6 separate regions of the Mus musculus genome follow, and all the other regions are linked to region 3. The links are chromatin contacts, called in public Hi-C and promoter capture Hi-C maps. All regions are on one chromosome and are shown on one strand. The core of a region is the stretch at or near the end of the contact, and the rest is flanking DNA. Distances in the headings are between cores, read along the strand shown.

What was found. Promoter capture Hi-C pulls out the DNA fragments that hold promoters and counts their contacts. A called contact is a pair of places that touch in the nucleus more often than the background predicts.
Region 1: a contact with region 3 is called in a Hi-C map of B cells, with 5 read pairs. The contact joins the promoter of Snhg17 here to the promoter of Ift52 in region 3. A contact is called at or near these places in 1 of 39 promoter capture datasets (pre-B cells) and 1 of 484 Hi-C or Micro-C datasets (B cells).
Region 2: a promoter capture Hi-C map of pre-B cells shows a contact between it and region 3. The contact joins the promoter of Fam83d here to the promoter of Ift52 in region 3. A contact is called at or near these places in 2 of 39 promoter capture datasets (cranial neural crest and pre-B cells).
Region 4: a contact with region 3 is called in a promoter capture Hi-C map of pre-B cells. The contact joins the promoter of Actr5 here to the promoter of Ift52 in region 3. A contact is called at or near these places in 2 of 39 promoter capture datasets (cranial neural crest and pre-B cells).
Region 5: a promoter capture Hi-C map of pre-B cells shows a contact between it and region 3. The contact joins the promoter of Dhx35 here to the promoter of Ift52 in region 3. A contact is called at or near these places in 2 of 39 promoter capture datasets (cranial neural crest and pre-B cells).
Region 6: a contact with region 3 is called in a promoter capture Hi-C map of pre-B cells. The contact joins the promoter of Ralgapb here to the promoter of Ift52 in region 3. A contact is called at or near these places in 2 of 39 promoter capture datasets (cranial neural crest and pre-B cells).

Annotation. Positions count from the first base shown.
Region 1 is chr2:158,359,534-158,363,901 of GRCm38.p6, reverse strand. It overlaps Snhg17 (small nucleolar RNA host gene 17), which reads left to right and starts at 2,380. Exons shown (of 6, transcript NR_027887.1): 1 at 2,380-2,497; 2 at 2,832-2,959; 3 at 3,303-3,438. It overlaps LOC115489589 (a small nucleolar RNA gene), which reads left to right and starts at 3,973; the gene lies at 3,973-4,104. RefSeq lists a cis regulatory region at 2,172-2,448.
Region 2 is chr2:158,765,263-158,769,402 of GRCm38.p6, reverse strand. It overlaps Fam83d (family with sequence similarity 83, member D), which reads right to left and starts at 1,304. Exons shown (of 4, transcript NM_027975.2): 1 at 816-1,304. The coding sequence starts at 1,289. It overlaps Ppp1r16b (protein phosphatase 1, regulatory subunit 16B), which reads right to left. Exons shown (of 11, transcript NM_001159662.1): 11 at 3,069-4,140.
Region 3 is chr2:163,016,045-163,020,695 of GRCm38.p6, reverse strand. Ift52 (intraflagellar transport 52) reads right to left here and starts at 3,343. Exons shown (of 13, transcript NM_172150.5): 1 at 3,163-3,343.
Region 4 is chr2:158,621,591-158,626,227 of GRCm38.p6, reverse strand. It overlaps Actr5 (ARP5 actin-related protein 5), which reads right to left and starts at 1,315. Exons shown (of 9, transcript NM_175419.4): 1 at 712-1,315. The coding sequence starts at 1,086.
Region 5 is chr2:158,792,453-158,796,542 of GRCm38.p6, reverse strand. Dhx35 (DEAH (Asp-Glu-Ala-His) box polypeptide 35) reads right to left here and starts at 1,736. Exons shown (of 22, transcript NM_001372513.1): 1 at 1,615-1,736. The coding sequence starts at 1,654.
Region 6 is chr2:158,407,673-158,412,207 of GRCm38.p6, reverse strand. It overlaps Ralgapb (Ral GTPase activating protein, beta subunit (non-catalytic)), which reads right to left and starts at 2,355. Exons shown (of 30, transcript NM_001291138.1): 1 at 2,105-2,355.

The DNA.
Region 1 (4,368 bases), core at 1,131-3,630, 4.7 Mb after region 3:
AAACAAAACCCCAGGGGTTGTGACTCTCTGTAGTACATCTGTCACAGCTGTGCAAAATGGTGGATCACTTCCAGAAAGTTCACTTCCCCCCACATGGCATCTTCCAGGTCAGCCTGCTTAATTTAGTGAGATCCATCTCAAAGTTAAAATATATATATATATATATATTTTGCATTGGTGTTTTGCCTGCATGTATGTCTGCATGAGGGTGGGCAATCTCTGGGAACTGGAGCTACAGATAGTTGTGAGTTGCCACGTGGATGCTGCAAATTGAACCTGAGTTTTCTGGAAGAGGAGTCAGTACTCTTAACTGCTGACCTATCTCTCCAGCCCCTCAAAATTAAATTTTAAAAGAGGGCTGGTGTTTGGGCTTAGTGACAAAGCAATCACCTAGCGGGGGTGAAACATTTAGTGCTGGTTTAACCTCCAGTATCCAGAAAGAAAGAAAACTCCAATATGATGACATCAGTTGCCTTCTCATTGCTCTGTAAGATACGCTGACAAAAGCGAGCTGATCGGGAAGGAAGCTATTCTGGCTCCCAGTTGGAGGGTACAGTCTATCATGGGAGAGGGGTTCTGGTTGAGATGGCTGGTCATGCTGCATTCAAAGCTGGGACACAAAGAGTAACAATTGCTACTGCTCAGCTAATTCTCCACTGTTCAGCTCAAGACCCCAGACCAGAGAATGGTGCTGTCCACACCCAGTTAAGGTGGGCTTTCTCATCTTGTTTGGTATAATCTAGATCATTCCTTTACAAACAAGCCCAGCAGCTAACTTAATCTTGGTGTCCCTAACAGATGTGCCTAGCCTATTGTCTTCTAGGTGATTCTGAATCCTGTCAAGTTGGCAATATTAACCATGACAATGCTGACACAATATCTTGTTACAGTATTAAATTCATAAAAATACATCTACCTTTTGCCTTAATTTCTTAAAAAAAGATTTATTTATTTAATGGATAGGAGTACACTGTAGTTGTCTTCAGACACACCAGAAGAGGGCATCAGATCTCACTGTAGAAGGTTGTAAGCCACCATGTGGTTGCTGGGAATTGAACTCAAGACCTCTGGATGAGTGGTCAGTGCTCTTAACCGCTGAGCCATCTCACCAGCCCTAAAAAATATATATATATATATTTAATATATATTTAATATATATTTATATATATATTTAATATATATTATATATATATATATTAAATATACTTATTTAATATATTTAATATATAATACATATTTAATATATAATATATATTTAATATATATTTTAATAATATATATATATATTTTTTAATGGTTTTTTGAGACAGGGTTTCTCTGTATAGCTCTGGCTGTCCTGAAACTCACTTTGTAGACCAGGCTGGCCTCAAACTCAGAAATCTGCCTTCCTCTGCCTTCTAAGTGCTGGGATTAAAGGTGTGCGCCACCACGCCTGGCTTCCTTCCTTCCTTCCTTCCTTCCTTCCTTCCTTCCTTCCTTCCTTCCTTCCTTTCTTTCTTTCTTTCTTTCTTTCTTTCTTTCTTTCTTTCTTTTAATGCTATGCCTGCGAGTGTTTTGCCTGAAATACTATGTGTACCACTTTTACAGGCAGTGTTTACAATGTACAGAAGAGGGCGTCATATCCCCTAGAACTGGAGTTACAGACAAACATTAGGCTCTCTGTATGAGTACTGGGAATTGAACTCAGGTCCTCTGCAATTGCTTTAAGTCACTGAGCCATCTCTCCAGCCCAGACTATCTTTTGTCTTTAAGTCACCCTTAGAGGCGGAAGAGATGGCTGGCTCAGAGGTCATTTGGACTCTTTCAGTGGAGTTCCTTCTTCAGCCCCAAGGGCAGAGCTGCTGTACATAGGGCCAAGAGCCACATTTGGCCTAGGATCCAAGCAGAGTTTGGGAGTATGAAGACTTGGAAACACGTGAGCTCCTTCTCAAACATCTGTCTCTCATCTGTTACTTGGATCAGGACTTTTCTGGTTAAGGGAATCGTCCCATCGGCCTTATGATTTTTAGGTAGACTTTTAGCAAAGCATTCATTCTTTGCTCTCATCCCTTCCACATGCCAGTCTCAAGCCACTACTGACCTCGTGTGGTGGTGTTTAAAGTCATCATTTGTTCCTTTGTGACACCACTGAGCCATGTGCTGTGGAATCAGTAGTTTGTAAGAGAGGTCTGCTTCAGAACAAACAGAAAAAATACGGCAAACGAGAGACAGTTTCCTCCTAAAACGTATCATTGTTTAAAAAAAAAAAAAAATTAACTTAATATGTTCAAACAGTTGTTAGTCTCCTCTCCTCGTGGGGGCGCTGGAGGGCCCGCCGCTCGGAGATGCTGCTCTAGGCTGCAGCGTGCTTTGTCATTTGTTCTTCCGCCAGCGCCCATCGTGAAGACCACAGTTTCCTGTCGCGTGGATGTGTTTCCTCTCTGGCCATTGCCATCCGCCCAAATCTACAGACATCCCGCATGTTCCCGGGCTCGTCTCCCCAATACAGGGCACCAAGGTGAGTGCAAGGTGCATGGGCAGCGCCGTTTCCTCCATCAAGGAAACCGGGCTGCGGGCCGTCGGTGGGCGGCTGGTCTGCTGGGTCTAGAGGAGGGAGGGCCTCAAGCCGCGTGCTTTTCACCGTCTGAGTATCTGAAGCCTCAAAGCCATGTCTGTCGCCTACAAAAAGTGGGTCGGTGTTTACGACCTGTGTCCCATGTTTTTAGCATCCTACCAAGGCGAATCCATTGACCAGGATTTAAGTTGAGACTCCCCCAGGACCCCGGGTGCAGCATCTGGGTCCCCCTGCCCCGCCCTGCCTTGCGCCGCAGCCGCTTCCGTTGTCCTGCCAGGCTGTAGACTGCGCAGCCCTCCTGGAGACAGATGGAAGCTCCTTGGGTCGACAGATTACAGCTTCTGGAACCCCCTACTCCCTTCAACTCCGAGATGGACACCCACTGTCCAGGGAGAGGATGCCTGGGTAAGTGCTCTGCTATTCGGGAGCAACTTGAAGCCCGGGTGCCTGTAATTGGCCTTCCCATGGGTACCAGCAGAGGGGTGGTGTGGAGTTCTGATTACTACTTTTGAGGAGGTCGACAAAGCCACTGTGCAGAGAGAAGCTCGGTGAGGGCTCGAAATAACCAAGGGCAAGATTCTGGGGACAGTTCTGTTCCATGTTGCATAGTGGGGATTACAGAGGAAAGGGGGGGGTGTCTATGCTCCGTGGTTTGCTACCTGGCAGCTTTTGTGTTTGGGATTCTGGGTGCTTTCCCAGGTAACTGGGTGCTGTTCATGTGGCTCACCTGGGCTTATTGTATTTGCAGAAATAACAGCTGGGATCTACAGTGGCCAAAGAGTTGTCTCCGTCTTGCTACATCGACAAACTGGTGCTCCTGAGTGAGGATTGTGCCCTGGGATGGGGGATTCAGTTTCTTCATTTATAGTTGGAAGTGGGTGAAGGTGAGGTGAGGCTGGGTTCTTTGAGGTGTGCCTGCTTGTTGCTGTACCCACTTGGGATCTGTGTCTTGTGTGTCCTGTGTTCCCACTGTCGCTTCTGTACCCTTCTGCTTTACTCTGGTGGGTGGAGAGCAGAATGGAAAGGAGCCAGAAGATTTTGGGGGTCATATGCACCATCCAGATTTCAGCCACTGCTCTCTGCTGGCTTCCGGGCCTTGTCTGGTTCTTGATTTCCTCATCTGAAAAATGGGACTACCTCTGTGACATAAGAGTCCTGTCACCTCAGTTCTGCCAGCTGGGCAGGTTGCATTGATCTAAGACAGCAAGTGCTGAGCCTACTGCAGGTCTCGTGGCCAGTGCTTATTAGAACTGTCACCTCCTCCCGGCCAGTCTTCCGAGCTCTCCTTAAGGAACAGCTGTTGCTCAGTTAGGAGCAGCCTCTTTCCTTTGTTGGCTGTCTGGCTGTTGCCTATCTGTCCATCTCTTTCCAGTTTAACCATTACCCAGCTCTTGGCCATAGTCTTCCTTGCCCTCTGCCCCTGTATTCGAAAGTGATTGTGGGCTGCCTGTGCCCTGGTCATTGATACTGCAGGGAGAGGATTTGGAAAGCCTTTCCCCGTGTTTGGAGGATCCACACTCGTCCTTGCCAAACCCTGGTGCTTTCCCACATTGCCCGCTGCCTGCCGTTCTGGCACTTCTGGGAAGCAAAGGTAGGGAGCTCAGACGGTGGCTGCTTCCTTCAGATCCTTTCTCAGCCTCCACACCCAGTTGTCACTTCTTCAGGACACTTGAGACCGTGTAGAAAATGTCCTGTTGCTTGACTTCTAGAATGCATCTTGCTGTGTTCTGTTAGTCAAGAGGCAGGGTTCTGACTGAACAAATGAACGATCAAGGGGCAGTCACTTTCTGTAAGGCATTGTCGTGTGTCAACTG
Region 2 (4,140 bases), core at 55-2,554, 4.2 Mb after region 3:
ACTAGGAAGGCAGAGGCAGGAGGATTGCCTGAAATTGAAGCCTGTAAGTTCCAGGTAAGCCTGGGTTACAGTGACCTTGTCTTGCAGAGAGGAAAACAAAAAACAAAAGACAAAAACAGAACGCAAACTTGCTCCTAGACTTGGTGATGTCAACCTGATCCGCACCCTAACATATAGCGGTGCCAGGCCTACTAAGTCTTGACATGGTCTGAGGCTTTGCCCGTCATGTTCCAGGCAGTCAAAAGGTCTGGGAATGGAGCAGTGTTCACCAGCATGCAAACTTGTAGCCACACCCTCCCAAGTGGAGCCCTTTCTCCCTGATCTATGGCAGGCCAGACTCTATACTCCACCCCAGGCCAATCGGGCAGTCTGACACTAGCTAAGATAAAAACCCATTGTAACCAGTGGCTTATCTAAAGCACAAATATTTGCATTTTGGATCAATGCTACTTGGAACAGTCCCAGGCACTGTGGGTTAAAAATATCTCCCACCAGACTCACTCACAGAAGTGAAAGAGATAAACCGACTGCTCGAATTTATCTGTCTACAACATTAAGAAGCGTGGAAAAGTGGTAATTACAGATCTCCCCATGGTCTCCGGGTATCATCTTTTGGGTAAAACTAAGCTTTTACTTAGCTCCTGAAAGTGAGACCTAATGTCAGCTGACGTCCCTGGAATTCTGCAATCCACTTTGGTTTGAACTAACAGTCGCTCTGTTCCAGGGGTACCAATAACAGAAGTTGGAACTACGACATGACTCAATTTTCAGAAGGCCGATGCTCCTCCCCTACCCGCTGCCAGGGGGCCGCTCACCTCTCGGGCGGAGCGCAACTGCTGGCGCAGCGCATCCTTGCAGCCATACGGGCCTCCGGCGCCCGCGCCGCGGGGCTGGAAATGAGCCTCGACACGCGTGGCACCGCGGTAGGCACCCTGGTAGAAGGAAGGCCAGCCGAGCTCCAACGCCGGCGGTTCCAGGTCCGACTGCTCCGGAAAGTAGGTGCCCGACGAGCATTCGTGAGAGGAGCCGAACGAGTCCTCCGCTACCGCCGCCCCATCCTCGCCCGGCCGCTCGGCAGCGCCCAGAACCTCGCGCACCTCGTCGGCGTTGAGGAAGCGGCCCAGCCGCTCACGCCGTAAGAAGGCGGCCCAGGCGTCGGGACCACCGGCCAGCAGCTGCTCGAGAGCCAGACGCCGCGCCTCGCTGAACAGCTCCGTGGGGTTGGGCGGTCCGCACGGAGACAGGCAGGCCGCGGGAAGGTCGTCCAACAGCTCGAAGCGAGCAGCCATGGCAGTGCCCAGAACCGATCCACTTGTCTACGGTGGTAGTCTGAGTTTTTATAGGCATCTTTGAATCAAACCAGCCCGCTCTATTGGCTCGCCGCCCCGCCCCAGCAATCCCATTGGCTGGATGTCTCCCATGCGTACCAAAGGCTCTGCCCCCTCATTGCTATTGGTTGCTCCTGAGACAGAACCCGCCCACCCTCTGCTCTCACTGCCTGATGGCTGAGCGGAATTTAAATCTGACTTTACCCCGCCCTAGCGGCTCCAGAACCCTGCCAACCCGGGACATAGCCCCGCACTGTCCGAGCACGCCCCCTGCCGAGTGCCCTATAACATGGTGCTTCAAGGACTCGGACTAGGGGTAGGACTTGCTCCTGGACATGCTTATTTTGGTGTGATCAGCCTCATTGCCACTCCACCCTGCATCTAATCATTAACTTATCAATACAGAGAGCAAGTGAGAAGGAGAGAAGGACAGAGGGACGGAGGGAGGGGGAGGGAGAAGGAAGGGAAAAGATGGGGAGGAAGAGAGACAAAGAGACAGAGATAGAGCCTGGAGTGGTGGTTCATCAGTTAAGAGCACTTCCAGAGGATCTGGGTTTAGCACTGTCTCCCCTGGCAACCTCTAACCACCTATAATGCTTCCAGGGAATCTGATGATGCCCTTTCTGGTATCCACGGACACTGTATGCATACGTAGCACACAAACATACACATTAAATAAAAATAAATAAATGTCTTTTTTTCTCAGTGGTGCAGAGCTGGGGGTGGTGGCACACTCCCAGCACATGGGAGGTTAGGGTAGGAGAATCTGGAGTTCGAAGCCATCTTATTCTGTGTCAATCCTAAGAGAGGTCACAGAAGACCTTGCAAACATACACATATATATCTATATACATATACACATACATATATGCTCATACATATACATCTATATACTAATCCACTGTGGTATCTACTTCTTCGCTTAAAGGTCTCTCTCACTCTCTCTCTCTCTCCCTTTCTCATATCTTGTAGCGAAGGATGACCTTGGCTTTCTAACCCCCTGCCTCTACCTCTGTAAACTTAAAACAAACCAGTACTGCTGTGAGGATCTCCTCCCTCTCTTCATCCTTCCCTGGTTCCAGCCTTCTCAGGGAAGTTATTCAAGCCCAAAGGCAAGAGCTTCCTGTGTCCCCACTCTGGCATCCAGGATGCAGAAGACTACCTTCCTCTATCAAATCGAACCAGCTCTTGCATGTAATAAGGACAGGGGCCAGGCCTGAGGCTGTACAGTCACACAGTGTCTTTGCCTCTGTTTCCTGGGTTAAAAGCAAGGATAATCAGAGATCATAATCTATGATCCCATTGAATGACGTAGAGCATTGCTCTCCACTATAAGCTAAAGGAAAAAGCCCAGAGAGGAACATGGGAAGGCCCAGGACAAGTCAGTGGAACAGAGGAAGGGAGCACCCTGGTAACATAAATAACATAAACCAATCAAACTGTAATAAAACTGCTGCTGTAGGATATCACGTGACTTCGAAGAAAATATTTGACAGGATAAAGCCCAACACTGACCACCTATCTTTCCTTAAATTCATAAGTTTTCACCACTATCTCCCAATCTAGAAACCTCTTTAGTTCCACCTATGAATCCCCAAAGCTCCCCTGACTTGGGGACCTCCTCGGGGAGCCTTCTGGGTGCAGCCATGTCTGGGAGCCTCCCTGGCACGATCTCTTGTGGAACTCAAACCAGTCCCATGCAGACGAGGGCACAGCAGTAACCACAGTCAGACCAGCAGGTGTTATTAAAAGGAATTTAATAATCTTAATTAAAAATCCATAGCAATGAATTCCGTCACAGGCCTTGGCAGCTGGAAGTAACTCCAGAGGCACAGGCCCCTTGGTGACATGGTCAGACCCCATCTTGGAGGCATGGAGCTGCTTCAGAACGATATCAAAGATCCATGAGAATATTTTTTTAAAAAAGTTTTAAATATATTAGACTCTTTTGATTGCCATTTTTTACACAAAGCTGCTGATACAGTATACAGAGTTTTAACTTTTTTTTCACATAAAATACATTTTTTTTTCTTAAGTGTTCTCTGTACATCAGTGGCTTCTGGTCTGGTGAATTATTGCGGAGGGCTGGGTGTCTGCAGACTTTTCCTAGGTATGCAGAGCCAGGCCCCGCACAGTGGCATTTGAAGTGCCCATGAGAAGCAGGCCCTCTGGTCAACAAGGGAGAGGTCTCGGGCTTTCTAGAAAAGTGGTGGGTCACTTTAGTGGAGCTGTTGGCCCTGGCCATATGACCCTTGGCTTTTCTGTGCCCTGGGGAAGAAGGGGATATCACCAGGCTACAAATAGCGACAGTTCAGACAGTCCCAACATCGTGTAAGGATGGCCCCTCTGGAAAATATCCCAATATCCTGCTTTAGAAGAACAGGTGGGAGACAACGCCCAGAACCAGAGGGTATAGAACACTAAGAACCAAGAGTCTCACATTGTTACAAAGCTAGACTGTGTTAACCCAACCCAGAGGCCATATTTTATTTTATTTTTTATTTGGTTTTTTGGAGACAAGGTTTCTCTGAGTAGCCCTGGCTAGCCTAGAACTCACTCTGTAGACCAGGCTGGCTTGGAACTCAGAAATACAACCACTTGCCTCTGCCGCCTATGTGCTGGGATTAAAGATGTGTGCCACTACACCTGGCTGAGGGACACACTCTGGCAAGCTTCTCAAAAGTCTACAAGTTAATCAAATAGTACAGAGAAGCTTCATTAATGCTGTATATTTGATAAAGAATTATGTCCCCAAAGTCTTCAGTAGACCTGGGTTTAGGATTCATTCCAATTCCCTGAGCTACTGGCCAGA
Region 3 (4,651 bases), core at 2,094-4,593:
ACAGCCAGTACTCTTAACCCTGGAGTCATCTCTCCAGCCCCAGTAATATTAGTTATTATAAACACACACACACAATTTGATACTGTTTGTAGTCCCAGGAATCCACTGACTGTCTTAGAATAGCTACTGCAGATAAGGAAAAACTACCACATTGGCCATCGACCATTTGTATTTCTTCTCATTTTCCTGAGTCCTCTGGTCATTTTTCCATGGGGTTTTATACTTTTGTTTGTTTTTTGTTTTTTCGTTTTGTTTTGTTTTGTTTTGGAGACAGGGTTTCTCTGTATAGCCCTGACTGTCCTGGAACTCACTTTGTAGACCAGGCTGGCCTCGAACTCAGAAATCTGCCTGCCTCTGCCTCCCGAGTGCTGGGATTAAAGGCGTGCGCCACCACGCCTGGCAAAATCTTAATCTTCGTCCTGAGTAGTAGTGAATATACTTTTCTAATCAGCCATCAAAAAAGTTTTTCAAAAGTTTATTTGCCTTTAGTCGTGGCTTCTGGTAACTTAATTTTTGCTTAACTTTTGACTTAATTTTGCAGGTCATAAATCATTTTATAAATCCAAAAGTATTAATGTTTCTCATTCTGGATTCTGCAAGGCACAATGCATTTAGAAGAGCTTTCCCTGTGGTAAGATTTTTAAGTATATCCAATTTTGTCTTTTTCTTGGGCTTTTGTGATATAACTCCTTTTTATTAAGATTTTTATTAGGCCGGGCGGTGGTGGCGCACACCTTTAATCCCAGCGCTTGGGAGGCAGAGGCAGGCGGATTTCTGAGTTAGAGGCTAACCAGGTCTACAGAGTGAGTTCCAGGACAGCCAGAGATACACAGAGAAACCCTGTCTCGAAACAAACAAACAAACAAACAAACAAATGTATTAGCATATATTAATGTGATAATTCCGAGAATGCACATAAGGTACTTGCACCACCCTCTCCCTATGAGCTCCTGTGCCCGCTCACTGACTCCCTTCTTCCCAGACAGGTTTCCCTCTACTTTCATGTCTTTTTTTTTTTTTTTTTTTTTTTTTTTTTAAATAACCATAGTTTGGATTGCTTGTGGGAATGTGAGAAATGTGTGGTGATGCCTTACCATTGAAGAAAATGTCTCCCCTGTCCCAGCAACTTTTAAGTGCCCACAGAGTCTCAGGGAGGGGCAAGGCCTCCTGACCTGTCCCCTCCACGAGACAATGTTGACAGGCCCAATCTGTTGTAGGTCTTGTGCAGGCAAACGTGCTATGTATTTTCTTTTTATGTGCATTGGTGTTTTGCCAAAGTGTATGTCTATGTGTATAAAGGTGTCCAATCCCTGCAGTTACAGAAGTTGTAAACTGCCATGTGTACTGGGTACTGGGATTTGAAGCTGGGTCCTCTGGAAGAACAGCCAGTGTTTTTATAACTACTGAGCCATTTCTTCAGCCCTATGATATAATTTTTTAACACTGAAATTTACGTCCACTTGTAGATTGAAGAGATGGCTCAGTAGTTGCAGACACTTTGCCCCCAAGCCTGAAACACCCATAGGATGACGTCCTTTCTCTTCCATGAGCACTCAGTACCACATACACACAACAAACAAATGTAAATAAAAAAGAAATATATATATATATATAAACTATTTTTGGTCCATTTGAAACTACTCTGATGCTCATATTGGGTACCATTGTTTTTTACCTAAATTACTAGGCGACTGCACAATTCCAATCCATGTTTTAAGAGCTGATAGGAGAGACCTTCAATATACTGTTTCTTCTGAGACAATCTCCTATAATCTAGGTTCGCCTCTAATGCACTGTGCAGTGGAGGACGGCCTTGAACTCTTTAATGTCTTGCCTTAGTTTCCTGGGTGCTGGGATTACAGGCACATTGCCGCCATGCCGCTGCCTCTCAAATGACTTTTTTTTTTTTTTCCCTGTTCTGAGGACCAGGCAGACACCCAGGGTCTCATGCAGGCAGTCTATTAACTAAGCTGCAGCCTTAACCCCTTCAATGAAATTGAAAACATTTTGTCATGTTGACTTCACATGACACGGCTATTTTTTTGCTTGTTTTCTTTCTTTTTTTTTTTTAAAGATTTATTTATTTATTATATGTAAATACACTGTAGCTGTCTTCAGACACACCAGAAGAGGGAGTCAGATCTTGTTACGGATGGTTGTGAGCCACCATGTGGTTGCTGGGATTTGAACTCTGGACCTTCGGAAGAGCAGTCAGGTGCTCTTACCCACTGAGCCATCTCACCAGCCGGTTTTCTTTCTTTCTTTGTTTATTTATTTATGGTTTTTCGAGACAGTGTTCCTCCTGTGTAGCACTGTCACTCTCTCTGTAGACCAAGCTGGGGTTAAAGGTGTGTGCCATCACAGCCGGCTAACAGAGCTGTACTTGAACATGCTTGTTTTCATTTTGTGTACCTACAATGCTGTACTCTGCCTTCTCCAGTTTCCTGATTAGAACGTCACAACGATCATGTTAGTGATATTGACCTATTACTACACGGTGCCACAAAGAACCCAAACATCACAGTACTGAGATTTATATTTTTCTGCTTTTGAGACGTATTTGGGGTGGGAGCAGATTTCTGGGAAAAGTGAATACCCTTCTCTGAGTACTGAATTGCTCTTAACGGAAGAATACACTTCGAGGTAACAGTTTACTGTAGTTTAACCCCACCACCTCCTTCTGAAGGAGCAGTAGATCTGGGGTCCTGTCCTATTAGAATTAGAAATGAGTTTCCCTAAGAATAGGATAAGGTTTAAAAATCGGTAATAATAAGAATATTGAAACAATATTTGGGTAGCACTGCCCAACCATTCTCTTATTTTTTCTTCAATAATCTAACATGGTATACTAAATTTTGCCAAAGTGACGAAAAACACCAAGCGTGGTTGCAACGATAGCTGAGTCTGATTTGATGGCTCCCCATCCTAGGTTTTTTCATATTCTACAGGACTACGACAAATCCGCGCAGTCCGAGGAGCTAGAAATTCTACATCATCGCCAGGACCAGTTCCCAGCCCACTTCCGCGTCCTCAGTTTACCTCTGCCGACCTCGGGATTCCCACAAGGCTGGCCTAGGGGTCTCCAGAGCGGCATGGCGAGGCCGTCATCGTCTCCAGCCAGACCAACGACCTGGCGGCCCGCACAACCCGACCTCTCCTTACCTGAGGCCAGAGGCCGCCAGGTATCCAAGGCCGCGCGCCGAGAAGGCGTGGCTCCGGGCCCCGAGTGACTTCCGTCGTGGCGTGATGACGACAGCGCGACAGACGTGCTGTGTCTGGTGGCTGCGGACGCTGGGGGCTGTTGGGTAGGGGTTCGGGGCTAGCGCTGGGCTGGCCCGTTTCCCGGTAAAGACTGTATCCAAACTGAAGGAGTCACTTTTTAATAGGGAACCTATATTGTTCATTTGCTAGCAACTGCTATTAAAGACCAATAAGATGGTAGGTCCCCAGGCCGGGAATTCCGGCCTGCCTATGGGCGGGGACTGCTGCGGCAAGCCACGCCCCGGCCTGGCCTGGACGCAGGTTCCGGGCAGGCTCTTGCCGGGTAGCGATCAGGAGACCTAAAATGCCAGGTCTTACCAAAATTTAGAAGTAGAAGCTGGGGTAGGGAGTGGTGACGCGCCGGAGATGTAGTACTATTGTGGAGCTGGGGAAGCGTTTCGGGAAGAGGTACTGGCTTGGGCCAACGGTTGCCATGGAAACGGGAAACACGCTTGCTTCCGCAGAGGCTTCACTGAGAGAGGGCTGTCTGTGGCTTTGTAGTCAAAGCCTCTGCAGCCTCAAAACTTGGAGCAGGCACATGTAGGAAGCTCAGCAGTTTTTATTTTCATCTATGTCTTAATACAGAGCAGTATGCGTTAAGGATATTAAAATACACAAGTTTTAAGGCACTTTTCACGACTGTGGTTATGACGATTTTAGAAAGTGGGAAAGAGTGTGAAAGAGAACGATCTCTTCTCTCCCACTGAAGATCAAATCCAGAGCCTTCCACATCGTGAGCTGTACCATTGAGTTAAGTCTCAGCCAGGAAACTTTTCTAGTGGAGTGCTGCAGAATTGAATAGAGTGTGCAATTAAGGATGCAAATGATCAAGTGTGCAATTAAGGATGCAAATGATCAGGATCTGGACTTGGGCAAGTCACGGGATCATTCGGTACTGTAAGTGTACTAGAAGTGCCAGGACACCAGACCGGGAGCAGCTCCTGGAGCAGTTCTCTCACTGTACCAAGTTGCAGAAGGAGCTTGAGGGTTTTAGAGTCAGCTGCTCCGAAGTCCGGTGTCTGAGAAATGACTTGTATCTGGTGAACTTGAACATGCTGCTTAATTGGAGCATTTTCTACGTGTAAATTGAGGATAGATTCTAAAGGTTTATTATGAGGATTATGGATTGAATTGAGATGGCTCAGCAGGTAAAAAGGCTGAGCCTGACATCCTGAGTTAAATCCCCGAGTCCCACATAATCGAAGTAGAGAACCGATTTCTGTAAATTGTCCTCTTGACCTCTACAAGTATTCTGTGGCATGTTTATGCGCGCGCGCACACACACACATACAAATATGAATCTCAATCTCTCTCTCTCTCTCTCTCTCTCTCTCTCTCTCTCTCTCTCTCTCTTGCTCTGTTTGTTTTTTTTCAAGACAGGGTTTCTCTG
Region 4 (4,637 bases), core at 66-2,565, 4.4 Mb after region 3:
TAATTTAAAACACGAGGTCGTGGAGGGAGACACTCAAGGCCAGACACGAGGACTAGAGAGAACACATTAGAACCCAACTCTGTTTCCCAGCACCTAATCTCTGACTCCAGTCACAGAAGATCACCTGCCTAAGGCACCTACACTCTTGTACACATTCTCACACATATAACTTTGAAATAATACATCTTTTAAAAGGTGCTCACGGGCCATTTTAAAGAATACATTTCATCTCTATTGGAGATTATTTTGGGAAGCCAAAATAACATGATCAATTTAAGCTTTTCGTAGGTCTGTCTGTCTGTTGGTTTTTTGTTTTTTTAAGATAAGGTTTCTCTGTGTAGCCCTGGCTGGCCTTGAACTCACAAACATCTGCCTGCTTCTGCCTACCGAGTGCCCGGATTAAAGGGCCGTGAACCCATGCCCGGTTCATTTTAAGTTTATTAAGTCAAGCTTTGGCTAAACTGTTAACTGATAAACCCCGTTGGTTTTATCTTCAAAATACTTCCAGGATCGGACTGGTGCTGGTAAAACTCATCTCACTTGGACTATTGCAAACTGGACCCTTGTGCCTGAGACAGCCCATCCTCTGGAAGATAAAGACTTCGTGGTGTACCCTTAGCTCCTAGCACAAGGCTGACGAACTTGTGTTCAATACCCTACTGCCTGGCATGACGGCTGAAGCCGAGCGCGCCCTGCCCGGCAGGCCCTCACCTGCGAGGAGACGCCGAGGTGCTGGAAGCTGTAGTCCAGCAGCAGTTCCTGCAGTTCCAGGTTGACCGGGACGTTGCGATCGAAGGGCGAGCGCAGCATCCAGCGCAGAGGCTCCAGGCTTCCCAGCGCGTTGCCCACCTGCGGCCCCGGCCCGCCGCGCGCCCCGCCGCGGCCGCGCGCACACACGGCGCGGAACTGCAGGCGAGGCTCGGGACCGGGGTCCGGCCCGGGGCACGCCCACCCGGCCCGAGCCTGGAACGACCCGTTGTCCAGCACCAGAGGCACCGGCTGCGACCCGAAGGCCACCGGCCCGGCTTCGAGCACGGGATCCGGAGCAGAGCGGGCATCTCGGAAGCGGAACACGTTGGCCTCCATCTTGGCCAGCGCCGGTCCCGCCCCGAAGCCGAGTGCGTCACGAAACCCCGGGCCGCGTCTGAGTCTCTGGGCCCCGAAGCGTCCGGAAGCCTCCTCCTTACGGGAGGACTCGCTGGTTTCAGCACCTGATTCCCGCCTGGCGCTCCAGAACTTTCTGTGGGTTTCTATTCCCCGCTGATCCAGGCCTCAAGTCCAACCGTAGCTCCAGCTTGTCCGCAACAGCCTCCTTGTGGCCACGCCTCTTCGCGCTAACTGGCTGTCCACGAGCCCCGCCCCCAGCTCCGAACATGGAGGCGTAGCCACGCCCCTTGCTCTAACTAAGGGACCAAAGGCTCCACCCACACTGGGCTGGACTCCGCCCCTCCCTGTCCCCTTACTCTCCCTTGGTCTCTGTCTGCATAGCCTTGCAGATCTAGCCCTTAGTTTTGTGACCGTGTTAAGCTAATCTCCTTCCCCTTTGACTTCTTTTTCTGTTCATTTGTTTATTTATTGCGTGATGGGTGTGGGAGCGTGCCAAGATGCCTGTTCTCTTCACCCAATAGGTTCCAGGGATGGAACTCAGGGCCCTCAAGGGCCCAGTCAAACTCCAAACTCTGAGGTACTACTAACTTCAGTTTCTGGGAGTGGCAGCTAAAATGAATATTTAGTGAGTTTGTAAAAATTCATCAAGCTGTCTACTTAAGATTGAATATTTCACTTTTTGTTTTGTTTTGTTTGGTTTGCTTTTTTGAGACAGGGTTTCTCTGTGTAGTTCTGGTTATCTTGAACTTACTCTGTAGACCAGGCTGGCCTCGAACTCAGAAATCCGCCTGCCTCTGCCTCCCAAGTGCTGGGATTAAAGGCGTGTGCCACCACTGCCCTGCTTTGTTTTTGGTTTTGTCTTTGTTTTTGTTTTTAATCATGTCGTTGTATCTCATGCTGGCCTTCAACTCTCAGCCATCCTCCTGTTCCAGCCTTTTATGTATTAGGGTTATTGACATCTCACACACACACACACACACACACACACACACACACACACAGATACACACACAGACACACCAGTTTACCCCTTGTTTTGGAGTGCATTCTATAAAAGCTTCTGGAATACAGAAGAGGATATGGGAGATAATTTTTTTGAGACTGGATCAAGTGGGAGATAATTTTTTTGAGACTGGATTAAGTGTCTTCATTTTATCCATTGCCTGATTGAACATTTGACTGAATTCCTACCAGGACGGCTCCACCCGATAAGATTGCCCTGAAAGCCTGCTGACCATCCTCCCCTCTCCCACCCACCACCCAGCTTGCAGCTGTTGTTTGGGGCTTAGACACCCTGATCACCACTCCAGCATTGTTTTTTTTTTCTCTTTCCTCTTTCCCCAAGCACGCCACGACAACTCAAGTTTTCTGTTTTCTTGATTGCTGTATTTTCTTTCTTCTTTTAAGCTTTAGCCCTGCACTTTGAAGGCTGGTTTATTTACATGACGTTTTAAGAAAAGTGGCAAAAAAAAAAAAAAAAAAGCCGGCCTTGGTGGCGCACGCCTTTAATCCCAGCCCTCAGGAGGCAGAGGCAGGCAGATTTCTGAGTTCGAGGCCAGCCTGGTCTACAAAGTGAGTTCAGGACAGCCAGGGTTATACAGAGAAACCCTGTCTCGAAAAACAAAAAAACAAAGAAAGAAAGAAAGAAGGAAGGAAGGAAGGAAGGAAGGAAGGAAGGAAGGAAGGAAGGAAGGAAGGAAGGAAGGAAGGAAAGAAAGGAAGAAAGGAAGAAAGAAAGGAAGGAAGGAAGAAAAAAAAGTGGCAGCCCACTACGGTGGCACGGGCCTGCCATCCCAGCACCTGGAATGCGGGAACAAAAAGATCTAGACTCTAGATCTTACAGTTCATGGCCAGCCTGGGCTACACAGTGAGATGGAGGCCAGCCAGGGGATCTGAGATCCTGTCCTTGCCATTTTATTTTTTTGCATTTTTTAAAAAGAAAAAACGTAAATAAACAGAGGACCATCAAGATGGTGAGCAGTTAAAGACACTGATGCCCTCACAACCCAAATTTGATCACAGGTCCCACAGGGTGGAGGAAAGGAACTGACTCCTGCAAGTTGTCATCTGACCTCCACATGCATGCATGGTATATGTACACACACACACACACACACACACACACACACACACACGAAAGAAATTTGAAGTCACATTACCCTGCTGAAACCCAGGTTTTAGTTTGCTCCATCCTCGGGCCATAGTTCATGCTCCCCACTTTCCAGGAAGAGCACCCATTGCTTTTACACCAAGAGGTGCCTGCAGGTTGTACTGTTATCAGTTCAAATTCCCCTGGGCCTTACCTACTTCTGCTTCCTTCCTGGGAACCTCCCATGGTCATTCTCATTCCTGCCCAAAGTCTCCCAGTTGTCCTGAAACTGCCCAGGTAACAGTCCAGATGTGCCTACTACTACATCTCTTCTCCCAGAATCCTTCAGGCCCTTTTTGCCATCAGTGGATCTTAACTTTCCTAATGCTGCAACCCTTTAATACAAATCCTTACATTGTAGTGACCCCCAATCATAAAATTATTACTGTTGCTTTGCAATTTTGCTAGTGCTATGACTTGAAATATAAATAGCTGATATTCAAACCCTGTGAAAGGGACGTTCAACTCCCCCTATGGGGTCATGACCCACAGGCTGAGAACCACTGCCTTACTGAGTTCTTCCACAAAGGCAGAACTTCGAGATTCTGTGCCAACACTGTTTGTGATGGTTTGTATAGGGAGTGGCAGGATTAGAGTATGTGGCTCTGTTGGAGTAGGTGTATCACTGTCGTGTGGGTTATAAGACTCATTCTAGCTGCCTGGAAGTCAGTATTCTGCTAGAAGCCTTCAGATGCAGCTCCTCCTGCACCATGCCTGCTTGGATGCTGCCATGTTCCTACCTTGATGATAATGGAGTGAATCTCTGAACCTGTAAGCCAGCCCCAATTAAATGTTGTCCATATGAGTTGCCTTGATCATGGTGTCTGTTGACAGCAGTAAAACCCTAAGATACCACTGTCCTGGCAGACAGATGTTTTCCTCATTTATATTCATTGTTTGGAGCCACAAGCCAACATGATTTGGTATTTATTGTATGGCAGAGACTTAAGTTTAACAGCTTTTGTGTTTTTCTAAATAGCCCTTCTTCCTAGGGCCAGCCACAGCTCTCTTTTCTAGAGCACATATGCCATCAGGTGCCGTGCTGGCTTTCGAATGTCCCCACTCCACACCTTCCTTTCCTGGTTCTTCTCTGAGAACGGTTTCTCTGCCAGGAGGCTCCCCGCTACCTCACACACATCGACTACATGGTCACACTGGCAGAATTCCTAGTCAGAAGCCGGTACAGGGTATGCACTCCAACTGTGGGAGATGCAGTCAGCCATCTGGGTTGAGAGATGAGCAGTACACTCAAAGGTGACAGACACAGTGTGACATTAGAAGGTGGGTGCCACACCTTATAACCTATCATTCTAAAACCTCCCCTAAAGCTTCTAAACTTCTAGAACCTACAGTCAGAGAGCCCCTCATCTAAAGTCTCCAG
Region 5 (4,090 bases), core at 487-2,986, 4.2 Mb after region 3:
TCCTCACAGCAATCCTATTATGACAAATGACCGATAAGGAAGCAGAGACTTGGAGCACTTGTGTGGCTCTGCAAGTCACCCAGGCAGGGAAGGCACTGCAGTCCAGTACTTGAGGCCATCTTCCTTACAGCACCCCTCTGCCTTGCTTAGCATTCTTCTCATGGACACGTAACTTGGAGAGCACACCTTGAGAGCTGAGCCCAGGCATGTACGTGTTCACGACCTGACTGACGACAGAAGTGTACTCTCGATACAGTAATGGACTAAACAATGGGACAGACTTGTAGAACAGTTCAGAACAGTTCCAGGTTCTTTAACCAAAATGGTACCCGGGTCTGAGTTTTGGCAATTTATCCAAGCCTCTATTAGACTTAACTCTTTGGTCTGCTGGTTAACTCTTGAATAAGTTGGTAACTCATTACTTACTGGGGTGGACAATCAGCTGATGCCTGAAAATGCTGAGTCATGAAAGTGACAAACGAGAGAGTCAGGGTATGTCTTTGTGACCCTGGCTGTCCTGGAATATACACCAGACTGGCCTCAAATTCAAGAGATCCTCCTGCCTCTGCCTCCCAAGTGTTGGGATTACAGCCATGGACTACCATATCCAGTTCAGATTTAAAAAAAAAAAAATAATTATGTGTCACCTTCATGAGTTTATTTCTCTAACACTTAGGCACATGGTCAGATTTCCAGGGAGCATCTAAAACACTCTTTAAAAGCTGTCCCTTGTTGCCTTTTCTGTCTCAAACTATCATCATCACAATATAATGTATACACCCAGATCTTCTGGAGTGCAGGTAGAGGAGAAAAAAAGAAAATGTGTAAAAAAGTAAGGGCAGAGGCTGGTACCAGTTAAGAAACAGTGTTTTGGTTTAGCTTGGTTTGGTTTAGTTTATAAGAAAAGCGTGAACAAAAGGCGCATCCTACACAGATCATGGTCTGGTATTTCAACAAGAACCCGACCTGAGAAAATGCAAAAACAAAAGATGGTGACTTGTTAGCCTACAAAACAGGAAAAGTGACAGCCACTAGGAAGGAGGGCGTTCACTTTGTGGTAAACATTCAGAGTGGGCAAGACCTACCCTAAAACACTGGAATACATTTTCTCTTTTATGAGCCATTAAGTCGGACTACGTACTCCCCCTACTCCACGCCCACGGGACAGGTGTTCGTATTCCGCCCACTTCCCAGGTGAGGGGAGCGATGTTCTGAGGGATGGGGGCAGAGTTCAAGGTTCTCCATCTACTGATGCAAGGCAGAGAGGCAGCCTTGAACCTGGGCGCTCTGACTCCATAACCCAAGCTTCTAAGCCACTGAGCTGCACTGCCTCTCGAGCCCCAATGCTGCCCCAGGACTTCAGCAAGATACACACGGGCGCTTCAGGACTCTACATCTCAAGAGGTGCCGAGGAGGCTAAGAAACTCCAACAAGGTCACCCAGAGTTTCCGCCCAGCTTAGGGAGGCCTTTGACTTCCTCCGGACCACCGTGGGCTGCAGCATCCTTGCGCGCGGAGGAGTGGTGCCCAGCCCTCCCCCGGTCAGGCCCACGGGTGGGTCCCCAGGCCGAAAGTCATGTCCGGGCATCTACCCAGGCTCCCTGCCCTGCCTTACCCGGTTTCCAGAATTTCACTGGTCCCAAGGGCGCAGCCATGCTGGGGTGAAAGGTCACGAAGAAGACTCCGCCCCTCTAGACCCGCGCGAGTCCCTCCGGGCTCAAGGGGCGTGGCCCGCCAGCAGCCTCCGCGGGGGCTGCGGGGGGCGGGTAGAGCGAAAAGAAGCCACGCCTTCCGGCAACACCCCCCCCCCCCACTATGGATCACGTGATCGCAGCTCGCTTTGGCTTGCCTTTGAGGGCCTCTCCTTGGCCCACGTGATGCCGCGCGGCCATATTGTCTCTCGGATTGGCTGCTCTACCCTGCTTGGACACTCTGGGTTGCCACTAACTTCTAGGAATGCGCTGCTGTGTTCCCAGGCTGTCACTCACCAGCGTTAAGAGTGTGAGCAGAGGCTGGGTTTCCCCGGTGAACTGAGAGATGCTCGTGTTTACATGCTATCGCAGCTGCGTCTCTTTTAGTCTCCTATTTTCATACTGAGAGATAATAGCGGTAACGACCTCCTGCGTCTGATGATTCAGTTAATGCTGCTGTGTTCCCTGGAACTGTAGCTTCTTGTTTCCCAGGCGAGGGTGGGGCTGGGTAAACTGTAAATGAATAAACGCTGGATAAACAGAATGATGCTTATTATCAGCAAGTAAAGCCGAAATGATACAGGCAACTTGTGGTCTTCAGAGAAATGTCGCAAAGTGGGAACGCAGGAGCACATTGGGCCGGAAGATGAGACTAGAAATCAGATCAGTGAGGCCAGTGCATTCACCCAGTGTTCCCTCCAAGGCAACCGTTTATAAATCAAATGCTCTTTTTCTACCTCCCCATCCCCCACCCCCACCTCCCGCACATCAAGTCATTGCAGGACTAGGTGCATCCTCTCCCACTAAGACAAGACAAGTCAGCCCAGTTAGGGGAATGGGCTCTGCAGGCAGGCAACAGACTCGGGGATAGCCCCTGCTCCAGTTGTTGGGGGACTCTGCATCAGATACAGCCCATGCTCGCTCTTTGGTTGGTAGTTCAGTCCCTGAGAGCCCCCAAGGGTCCAGGTTAGTTGACTCTGGTGGTCTTCCTTTGGAGGCCCTGTCCTCTTCTGGGCCCTCAGTCCTTCCCCCAACTCTTCCACACACTCCTCCCCCACTCCCACCCCCATCCTCAAGCTCCATTTAATATTTGGCTGTGGGTCTCTGCATCTGTTTCCATCCTCTACTGGATGGAACAGTTGTGCTGGGCTCAAGGAAGCCACAAATTAAGAGGCTTTAAAATCTATACATTTTTAGAGCTCCAAAAGAAAATGCTTCATTCTTTGAGGGAAATGGCAAATTACGGAAAGCGTTGGAAACAAGTAACCCTGATTCAGAATCCTTAGCTTGCCCATCACCTGGCTGACATTTAAGCTCAGTTGTAAACTGAGCTTTAAAGAAGTGTTAAAGGAGATGAGGGGCAGAGGACCTAACACAGTGCAAGACACTGCAGGCACTAGGTCGGAATCGGCTCTCATTAGCTCAACTGCCAGGGCAAATATACCACACGAGCAAAATCTGAGTTTATGTCACGTTCGTTTCTAGATTTGATTTGTTTCCTTAATAATTAAATGAAGTTCAGCACATGCTAATCCTTCTGTGGAGAATGCTTCACCCCTGCTTTAGATCCTTGAAGGAGCAGCTCCAAGACCTCTCTCCTTCCACTATCAAACATTCCCCCTGTAGAGTAGGACTTGCAAGCCGATTTTACCCTAAGACTTGTGCAATTGAACTAAAGTTAATCTGCCTCTCTTTTTATGCTGGGAATTCCTTTTTTAAAATAATTTTATGTATATGATTTTGCCTACATGTAGGTGTATTTTTTTATATTTTCATTAAAGTCCTTCATATAGAAAATAACATTTATACATGAAAAACGCCTTTGTAGCCAGGCGGTAGTGGTGCACGCCTCTAATCCCAGCACTTGGGAGGCAGAGGATGGTGGATTTCTGAGTTCGAGGCCAGCCTGATCTACAGAGTGAGTTCCAGGACAGCCAGGGCTATACAGAGAAACCCTGTCTCAAAAAAACTAAAACAAGAAAGAAAGAAAAATGCCTTTGTAGACATTATGGATGCAAGTGGTAGAAAACCAATATCAGGTCAGTAGAAATGCTTCGTGCAGCAGGCGTGGTGACTTGCACCTGTAACCCTAGCACTGGGAAAGCTAAGGCAGGAGGATCCCCAAGAGTTTATGGCCAGGTTGGGGCTACATAATGAGATCCAGGCCAGCATGGGCTACAGGGTGAGACTAGCATAATGAATAAAAGTAGTTCATAGATATTAAAAAGTCTATGAGTATCTGACCGAAAGACATCAGGACATGTGACATAGCCAGAACTCTGTGTTCTGCTGCCTTCTCTCTCAGGTGTAATGGGGTGACAAGATAGCCAAATCAATGTCTCAAATCTTTTTAGCATCAGACATTTCAAAAGAAAATTCTCTGGTAAAGCCATCTCTATC
Region 6 (4,535 bases), core at 1,106-3,605, 4.6 Mb after region 3:
ACTGTCTCCCATCAGATGGGATGAACTATAACTGCGTGCGTTGATACATACAAGGCAATAGCATCTAGACAACACTTCTTTTAGACAATGAGGAAAGGCCACATGCAAAACCCCAATGGCAATAAAAAGTCTCTCACTATAGAATAGACTGTCTACATGGAAGTTAACAATAAAATTCACCAATGTTCTTGTTTTGTTTGTTTTTGTGTGTTGATTGGTTGGGTGGAGGTTTGAGGCAGGCCTCTGTATGGAGCCCTGGCTATCCTGTCACTAACTCACTGTGCAGAGCAGGCTGGCCTTAAAGAGATACACCTGCTTCTTCCTCCTGAGTGCAGGGATTAAAGGCGTGTGCCACCTCACGCAGCTAAACCAACCAATGTTGCTGGAACATGGTCTTACATCGTGCCTTGTCATGGATAAGAATTCAACATTTTATTCATCTGCTGAATAAATGAATAAACTTAACTAGAGTATTCCTAAGGAAAAAGGAAAAAAAAACCCTAATGTTAAGAACAGCAAATATCTTTTATAAAAAAAGAAAACAGATGCCTCTGCGGCATGAGGTCTATGACATAAAGGGACTAAACACTATATTCAAAAAATGTTTGTCGGCCTCGATGTCAAAGTACTCCAAGAGGGAGAGACAGACAGACAGACAGACAGACACCAAGAAAAGCATGGTCCCTGCCATCAAAACCTTACAGAAGAGCTTAGGAGTACAACACAGAAAAACATGTGGTCAGCTACTCTACAATAATGCCAAGATGGGCAGGGCTCAGGGGAGGCAGAGGATCTTGAAGGGACTGTTGAGAGCTGGGCAATAGACAGAATTGATGCATATGAGAAGGTGTATGTGTTCGGGTAGGGTGCTGAGAAAACACGGAGGCCTGTCTTGTAGAAAGAACAGTGTATGCAAAAGTCCAGAGGCTAGAGAAACCATAACCATGAGTGCCGTATATTATGGGAAATTGTAAACCAACAGTTTTTGCAAGGAATGTATACATTTTTTTTAAAAGCTCTGCTAAGAATCCATAATTGGGTCTCACCCTCAAGGAGGCCTACCTACCAAAGGGGTGGTAGTCTGTGGATCTAAGGAAAAGTTCTCTCTTAGTGAACAGCTACCATCCTAGCACTCAGGAGGCTGAGGCAGAGAAATGGAGAGTTCCAGCAATAGAACAAGGGCGCGCTGGGGGGAAGGGAGTGACAATATGAATTTCTGCCAGTGGAATCCACGATCTTAACAAGCATCCTCCTGCACACATAAACTGGAGAGGCACTGTCAGACCTCTGAGATTACATGCTTTCACACTTGTCAAACCTCACTATAGCCCAGAACCACTAGGGGATCTCCGGAAAGACAAATACTAGAAAGATACTAGTATTTGTCTCCCCCTACCCTCTAGACATGGTGGTTTAATTAGTTTGAGGTGCTATGGCACCAGGAATCTTTTCAAAACTCCCCAAGTGATTTTTACCGTGCATCAAAGTTGGACATCCAATGACCTAATTGGTTAAGAACCTGGATCGGACTGTCAAGGCTGCTTGAGTTCAAATTACCCAGCTCTATGACCTTGGGCACCAAAGGCGCCCGATCGCTCTGGGCCTCGGTTGCCTGGTCCGTAGAATGGGGTAACAGTCCTGCCGTGCAGGGTGCTCAAATTCCCTATCTGGCCTGGGCCTGGCGGAAAGCAAGCATTTGCGGAGGGTGGCTGTTTACTCTCCTCGCAAGCGTCACCGTGCCCTGGGCAGTAGCATCCTCACCGGACGGCAGCAACTCCACCTGCCCCTCGGTGGACCGCATCCTCCCCGGAGTTGCCGCTGCCACTCCAGACCCGCCCCTGTCCCCAGGCTGCCAGGGGGGCGCTCCGCCAGTCCGACCCTCCCGGGTTCGCTCACACCCGGCAGAATCCGCGGGCCAGGACTGTGCTCCCGCGCCCGGTGCGGCCACTTCAGAACCCAGGAATGCGCCCGCCGACGCTCGGCCCCGGGAGCAGCGGAGGTTCAAAGAGCCCCTGCCTCAGTAGCTGCTGAGGAGAGGGAAAAAAAAAAAAAAAAGCACGGCGAGAGGGGAGGGTCCGGCCGCACCGCGCCGGCCGCCGCGTACCTGAGGCGACGGGCGGGGCCCGCATCGCTGGGCGGGCGCACCGCGGGCCGCACTCGGCCTGCCGCCTCACGCGACCCGCGCCATCCGGCCCGCGCTGCCACTGCCCCGGCCGGCCCTCCACCGGCAGTCAGTCCGTCCACCCGTCAGTGACTCTCCCAGGGCGCCCAGGGGACGACGAACACCGGTCGCTTGGCCGGCCGGCTGGGCTCCGTTCAAGCAACTTCCGACTGCCAGGGGCGGTGGCGTCAAATAATTCCCCAGCCGAAGGGACTACTGCGCCTGCGCGGCGCTGCTGACCCGCGACTTCTGAAGGGACCGAGTGGGCAGCGTCAAATAAGTCTCCGAGCCTGGAGCCGGAAGCTGCGCGTGCGCAGCCGTCCCAGAGGGCCGCGCGAAGCGCGATTGCCCACACCGCCCCCTTTCGGGCTTCGGTGGAGTGGGAGGAGTAAAGTGACGGACACTTACGTCATCGCGGTGCCAGCTCCAGAAGCAATCTGGCTTCTACATGTTCTTAGTGCAGAAGAGTAAGGGGCTTCTCTATGAAAAGTTGGCTACCATTCAGGCTAAAGGAATGTCTCACATCTCAGCATTGTAGCTCTTCCTTTGCCCAGCCCCTTATTACATGGGCGCAGCATTATTATGGGCAATGTCCTCGCCAGGCCTGACGTGCTTTAAAAGGATGATTCAGAACCTGTCACCAACGAGTTGTATCTGATCGGGGAGATAAGCTATTACTAACAAGAGATACAAGTTCGAGCACCTGCCATGCACCGGACGTTTTGCAAACAGTACCACTGTCAAGAATTTCGTTTCAACTTCCACGAGGAAAGTAACAACATTTTAGACGTACTCCCCACGTGTCAGGCTGAGAGGAAAGAGGGATGGAGACAGCTTCATAGAGAGCCTGGCCTTGTGACTGACCTTGGAACTCAGAGGTGGAGGGATCAGGGTGTTAGGCTGTGCAAAAAACACATTTGTATGGAAAGCAGAGAAAACGGTGACTGTCATCCTCAGAAGAGACCATGAACCAAGTAGGAGTGAAGAAGAAACTAGTGCCCTCGTAGAAGAGATAAAACAAGGATTCTTTAAGACCACAACCTCACCTACAGGAAGAGGGGAAGGGGTGGGTAACAATGTGCCAGGACAGTGTGTGGATGAAGCAGTAAAGTTCAATTAGACAGTTTTTGATAAGTGCTTTATCACATGGTCACTATTCCAAGCCCCTCTCTCCTTCCCACTTCTACACTACAGAGGCCAAAAAGCAAAGCCCCCTCCCCTGCTTGACAGCATACCAGTGAAACAAAGTTCTAGTCCATAAAGCATAAACCAAAGTTCCAAGGGAGACTTAGGATATAAAGGAAGTCCTGAGAAATTTTGTGTCCTTCAACTTTCCCCAACTTCATGATTGGAACCATGGTATAATACAATGCCAGGAGATGTGGCAGTCATTCTGAGATCTTGCAGAAGACTCTACTATAAATGTAAAACAAGGCAAAGAAACCTGCCTCTTTAGGACACACCAAGGAAACTGCATGGACTCTGTACTCCTTTCCTGCTTTAAAGAGGGTGGTGGGCCTTATTTATACCACAATCCATTGAGTTTTCTGTTACTTGCGACCACATTCCTAACACCGAATATTGAACATCTATGGAAGATCAGACTGATAGGGTTGAAGAGGAGTGGGTGATGGGAATTGGAAAAGTGACAGACACGGAGGACTGGGAATCTTTTTAAAGCACATGGAACTGCAGACATAGCTTAGTTGGTGGAGTATTTGCCTGGTGTGTTTGAGGTCCTGGGTTTGATTCCCAGTACTACACAAACCATATGTAGTAGCATATTCATCCTTGAACTTGTTACACAGAGTGCTTTGGGCCAGCTTGGGCTACATAAGGCCATGTCTCAAAATAAAAAAAAAAAAAAAGGACTTGGAAAAATGAAAATACCTCTAGTCCCTCCACCTTGAGAGTTTAATTCATGGCAGACTTAGTTCTTTAGTTTTTTTGTAGGGAAGCTACAGGGGAGAGAGGTTTCCATTCCTTTAAATGAGGGAAAGAAGTTGTGCTCAGTTCCAACTCGAGGCTCTCTTATCATTTTTATTTCATACACAAAAATGAACTGTTGTAAAAGAGAATAGAAGTAGAACAAATAGAAGTTTTAAAACTCCTAACTACCCAGCTAGGAAGTTTTTGGTTTGGGTTTGGTTTGGTTTTTTTTTTTACATTTTTTTAGAAATTTATTTATTTATTTATTTTATATCTATGAGTACACCATTGCACTCTTCAGACATACCAGAAGAGGCCATCAGACCCCATTACAGATGGTTGTGAGCCACCATGTGGTTGCTGGGAATTGAACTCCAGACCTCTGGAAGAGCAGTTAGTGCTCTTAACCCCTGAGCCATCTCTCCAGCCCCAGAAGTTTTCACAT